2 separate regions of the Mus musculus genome follow, and region 1 is linked to region 2. Evidence: chromatin contacts called from public promoter capture Hi-C data. All regions are on one chromosome and are shown on one strand. Each heading gives the region's core, a stretch centred on a gene start, on an enhancer-like site or on the middle of the called end of the contact. The rest is flanking DNA. Distances are from core to core; before and after follow the strand shown. Region 1 holds the start of Cacna2d2 (calcium channel, voltage-dependent, alpha 2/delta subunit 2). Region 2 holds the start of Gpr62 (G protein-coupled receptor 62).

Region 1 (2,700 bases), core at 47-2,546, 930 kb before region 2:
TGGACACTGACATATGGCTAAGGCACGGTGTCAAGAAACAGATGTTGTCCTAAAGGCCACATGCAGAATACCCACTCCTTATCCAGACACATCTGCCCGACTCTACCAGATCTTGGGGAAGGTGAAGAGGCTCAGACTGACCATAATAACCACTAGCAAGAGCTGGCAGAACCTGGAAATGCTATTACCCAGTTGGTAGCAGGAGCGACAGTGTCAGCATCAGGAGCAGGCAGGGGTCCTCCCTGTCATTCACCTTCTGACCCAACCCCAGCACCTTTACCTCCTTATTGAGCTATCCAGGGACGTCCCCTCAGGTGGGCGATCAAGAACAGGTGACATTGACCGAAGCAAGAAGGCGCTGGCACCCTCTGCATCCAGTATCGCTCCCCCCCCCCAAGGAAAAGGCCCAAGAAGACAGGTGTGGATGTAACCCCACGTCTGACTCTAAAGCGCCAGGTTCCCACCAGGGATAAAACACTGGGCAGATGCCTGGCTCCAAGTCTACCGGGCAGGGGTCGTTGGCCATTCTCTCGACCAACCTCAGGCTCCTCTATCACCGGACAGTGGCAGGAGTATAAACTGGCAGACTCGACCCCCACCCCATCCCTAAGCTTGAAGATGTTTTGCTCTGTCCCGTTGCAGGGGGTGGGGTGGGGGCGGTCTATGGGAAGCAGGGCACCGCAAGGAAGTTTCGCGACGCAGCCAGAAGCTCCGGGACCCTGGCTGCCAGCCCACGGGGGTTTGTAGCCGACACCCTCACTTGCAGCATGCCATGGGAACCAGAGCCCCCGCCCCGACACCCGGAGTGGAGAGTGGAGGGGCAGACGCGGGCTGAGGGGCGCAAGGGAGCGCGGGGCTCTGCGGGGTCCCGCGGCCGGCTGAGGCCACTTACGTGTGCTGCTGGGGGAAGCTGTAGGCAGAGGCGCCGGGGGCGGTGAGCAGCGGTAAAAGCAACAGAGGCGGCAGCAAGAGCAAGAGCGGGCGTGCGGGCCCGGACGCTGGGCCCCGGGGGTCAGGGCAGGGCCGGGGGCCGCGACCGGGCCAGGGGCGAGCGGTCCGCACCGGGCCGGGCCAAGAAGCGCCGCAGGTCCGAGCCGGCACCGCCATGTTTCCATTCAAGATGCGGCGCCGCGGGGAGGGAGGGGGGACGGCGGCGGCGGGATGGAGGTGGGGGGGCGCGGGCGGCGGGCGGAAAGCCGGCCTCTTCTCCACCTCCTTCTCCGCGCGGGGCCTCCGGGGCTGCACTGGCCGCAGCGCCTCTGCGGGCTGCGCGCAGCGATCTCCCCGCCGCGCTGGCTCCAAGCGCTTTGAGCGCCTGGCCCGGGACCTGCGCTCAAATAGCGGCCGCCGCCAACCTGCCGGCGCCGCCCTCCCCTGTCGCTCCCTCCCTCATTCCCTCCCTCCCTCTCCTTGGCCGGCCCGCCTCCGCGCGCCCCCGCCGCGGTCACGCGCCCGCCTGTGCCCGCGCGCCCCTCGTCCCCGTTCACCCCGGAGCCTGCCCTACTGGCTCGCGCAAACCGATCCGAATCCAAGCTCGCGAGTCCTGAGCCCCAGCCGTGGTCCCAGCGCCCAGTGCACGTCCCCGCCCCCACACCTCAGACCGGGGGACTCCTCTTGGCCCTGCGAGTGGGAACTCTCCCTAGGCAGTTGCACATATGACCCTTCTGGGACTCGACCTTCAACAGGCTTAAGGCCTGGAGTCACAGGTTTAAATGGTGGAATGGCAGGCTTCTGCAGACTACAGAGGAGAATGGCAGTCCTGTCACACCCACAGAAGAAGCTCCAGCTACCTCAAGATTTCTTTCTGTGGGGATCGGGGTGAGGGGGTTGGGGGCGTGGGGGGGGCAGCCCTTGGCAGAAAAACGGATCTTGGTTCTCCTAGTTCCTTGGAAGAGAGTCCAGCGGCACAGATGTGGGGACTGAAGGAAGCGGGATACCTCAGCTCTTGCTTTGCTCCACTTTACTGTCCAGACAACACGGGCCACGGAGCCCAAGCCTCCGCTCCCTGGACTTGCACAGCTTCGGGTCAGACTCGTCTAGAGGCAGGAAGCTCAGTCTAGCATAAACCACTCACTTTTGTCCTGGTGGGACCTGGCATCTTCCTGCTGTAGTTACAACAATGAGCTGTGTGTAACATTCAGCGTGTGGGCCACCTTCTCAGAGCCTTCCCTTTTCATAGGAATACCCCTGTAAGGCTGCAGTGCCATTTCCAGGATGCAGTGAGAAAGGGGTTGAATGTCTGGTAGCAGAAGCACTCACAGTTTCGAAGAGCATTCCAAGGACCTGCTCAGGTTGGCCCTTGAGCCCCACTTTGCCAGCCCCCAACGCTGACCCACAGTGGTGAGAATGCTCCCTGCCACCCTGCCACAGGACCCCCTTTGGCTGCCCACAGACTCTGCCAAACAAGACACTAAGGGCTTATTAACTGGTTGGTGGCTCAGTTCAGAGATGTCCAAGGACTCTCATCCCATGCCTGGGTAGGTCACCCAACATCTACTCACAACCGACTTTCCAGAGAGAGGAGAGAACAGTAGCCTCTGGGCCAAGGGGTACAGAAGTGATATAGACTCAGACAACCTTTCCTGACTTTCAACTCTGCTGTGGGCTTCCCATCTTTCCCCACTCCTAAAAATAAAGGCTTGACAAGAGCACATCTTCCTCTTCTCTAGATCTGAGTGAAGTTTCCCGGGCCAGATTCAG
Region 2 (2,700 bases), core at 137-2,636:
AGACAGTGACCATGCAAGTCTTGCACGAACGAGAACACAGAAGAGCCTCCATGAGGGAAGCCATAGCTTCAGGCTGGAGGCTGTCTCCCACAGAGGGCTGTAGAGGCTTAGGCTAAGCTGTGAGGGGAAACATCATAGCTTCCTCCCTCTTCCCACTCTCTAGTTTTCTGCTGGGAACTTCCGTTGGCTGAATATTCCCCCAGCGAAGCCCGGGAAGGTCGAGAACAGGAAGGTAGAGTGGAGAAGGGACCGAAGGACAAATCAGCTGAGCAGTTTGAGACTCGGGAGCAAAAAAGGCAAGGCCAGTTAGGGGAATGCTGGGACAGACGCTCTGAGTGGGCAGCAGGGTTGGTGGGGCAGCGGTATTGGTGATAAGAAATGACTAGATTCCCTGGACCTTTGACCAATTGGATCGGGTGTGGGAGAAAAGAAAGCTCTATCCTGAGGAGTTTGCCTAGGGAGACACTCAAGTCTGGTTCAAGGGAGAAGGCCCTTCAGACACCTGCTTCCTTGTCACTGTCTAGGTAGAGTTGTCATGAAGTTGGGTGATTGTAACTGGAGCATGGGCCCCTCCCGCTGGAGTTACCTTTTGAGCCACCTACCTGGGGGAGGGAGGCAGAGATGCTACATACTGAGCCTGTGCTTTTTTTTTTTTAAGATTTATTTATTATTATATGTAAGTACACTGTAGCTGTCTTCAGACACTCCAGAAGAGGGAGTCAGATCTTGTTACGGATGGTTGTGAGCCACCATGTGGTTGCTGGGATTTGAACTCCGAACCTTCAGAAGAACAGTCAGGTGCTCTTACCCACTGAGCCATCTCACCAGCCCGAGCCTGTGCTTCTTGTGGTAGGTCTTGTTAGCTCAAGCTTCAGAGCTCTGAGGTTGGGAAGGGGTGGTGCTAATGATGCATGTGCAGGGTGCGCTTTAGAAGAGAGCTGGTTTGCCAGCAGTCAAAGTCCAAGACCAGCTAAGCATCCATTTTTCTGCTAAGCCCCCCACTTCACAAGTATTCCATAAGGTGAGGTGCCAAGGTAACACTGACTGAGCAGCCATTATGTGCCATGCCCTGAGATTTCTCTCTCTCCTCCCCTCAAGACCTCCTGGGGGTTCCAAGCACATCTAAAGTTTCGGTTTTTTGTTTTTCCTGATTCCTGGGCTACCTTGAGAAAAGTAATGTCTGACCGAACTGCCCCCACGTCGCACTCCTGAGCAAGGTGGGTATGGGTCTAGGCTCAGTAAACTGTACCCTCGGGCAGTTTCACAGAAGAGCCTCCAGTCTCCAGCTGGCAGCTGTTAGAGCCAAGGGGGCTGGCACCAGGCCCTGCCCCTCCCTTACTAAGCTGTGTGTGTCTTCAAAGGGGAGCATCAGAGTGACAGCCGGTACCATCTCCACAGAGGCTGAGTGGCTGGAGCTGTGCTAGGGCAGGGGGAGAAAGCCGAGCCAGGCTCAGCCTTGCATCCACCCATAGGGCCCACCAAACCCCACAAGAAGATGGCAGCCTGGGCGTTGGAGTCACCTCCTGGGCAGCCTACGAGGTGAGGGGTCTTGAGGAGCATGGGACAGGTGATGGGAATCCTGGAGCCAGAGGCTCCATTTCCGCTCTTCCTCTAGCAAACCCCAGTGAAGCCTGAACGTTCAGATGGCCAACGGCTCGGGGCTCAGCGTCACCGAACTCGCGGGCTCGGTGGGGTTTATCCTGGCGGTTCTCGTAGAGGTGGGGGCCGTGCTGGGCAACGGCACTCTGCTCGTGGTGGTGCTGCGCACGCCGGACCTTCAAGATGCCTTCTACTTAGCGCACTTGTGCGTCGTGGACCTGCTGGCGGCTGCCTCCATCATGCCTCTGGGCCTGCTGGCCGCGCCGCCCGGGCTGGGCACTGTGCCCCTGGACCCCTCGTCGTGCCGAGCGGCGCGCTTCCTCTCGGCGGCTCTGCTCCCCGCATGCACGCTCGGCGTGGCCGCTCTCGGCCTGGCGCGCTACCGCCTCATAGTGCATCCGCTGCGGCCAGGCGCGCGCCCGGCGCCCGCGCTGGTGCTCACCGCGGTGTGGTCCGCGGCCGCGCTCCTGGGCGCGCTCTCCTTGCTCGGGCCACCGCCTGCGCCACCTCCGGCCCCAGCTCGCTGCTCCGTCCTGGCCGGGGGGCTCGGGCCCTTCCGGCCGCTCTGGGCGATGCTAGCCTTCGCGCTGCCCGCCCTCCTGCTGTTGGCCGCCTACGGTAGCATCTTCCTGGTGGCGCGGCGCGCCGCCCTCCGGCCTCCGCGCGGGACCCGGCCCCGCTCCGACTCTCTAGACAGTCGCCTCTCCTTCTTGCCGCCCCTCCGGCCACGTCTGCTGGGGGGCAAGGCGGCCCTGGCCCCAGCCCTGGCCGTGGGCCAGTTTGCAGCCTGCTGGCTGCCTTATGGCTGCGCGTGCTTGGCGCCCGCGGCGCGCGCCGCAGCGGCCGAGGCTACTGTCACCTGGGTAGCCTACTCCGCCTTCGCGGCTCACCCCTTTCTCTATGGCCTGCTGCAGCGCCCGGTGCGCCTGGCGCTGGGCCGCCTTACCCGCCGAGCGCTGCCTCGGGCCCCGAAAGCCTGCACATCGCAAGCCTGGCACCTGCAGACACTCCTTCGGCGCCTCCAGGAACTCCGCAAGGACCCTGTCCTAGGCCCTTCTGAGGCACCAGAACAGGCCCGAGAATTGGCAAGACAGACCCCGA

What was found. Promoter capture Hi-C pulls out the DNA fragments that hold promoters and counts their contacts.
Region 1: a promoter capture Hi-C map of hippocampal neurons shows a contact between it and region 2, with 2.2 times the contacts expected there. The contact joins the promoter of Cacna2d2 here to the promoter of Gpr62 in region 2. A contact is called at or near these places in 1 of 39 promoter capture datasets (hippocampal neurons) and 1 of 115 datasets of contacts at active chromatin or transcription factors (embryonic stem cells).

The regions. Positions count from the first base shown.
Region 1 is chr9:107,398,476-107,401,175 of GRCm38.p6, reverse strand. It overlaps Cacna2d2 (calcium channel, voltage-dependent, alpha 2/delta subunit 2), which reads right to left and starts at 1,296. Exons shown (of 38, transcript NM_001174049.1): 1 at 893-1,296. The coding sequence starts at 1,107.
Region 2 is chr9:106,464,671-106,467,370 of GRCm38.p6, reverse strand. It overlaps Gpr62 (G protein-coupled receptor 62), which reads left to right and starts at 1,386. Exons shown (of 1, transcript NM_001159652.2): 1 at 1,386-2,700. The coding sequence starts at 1,644.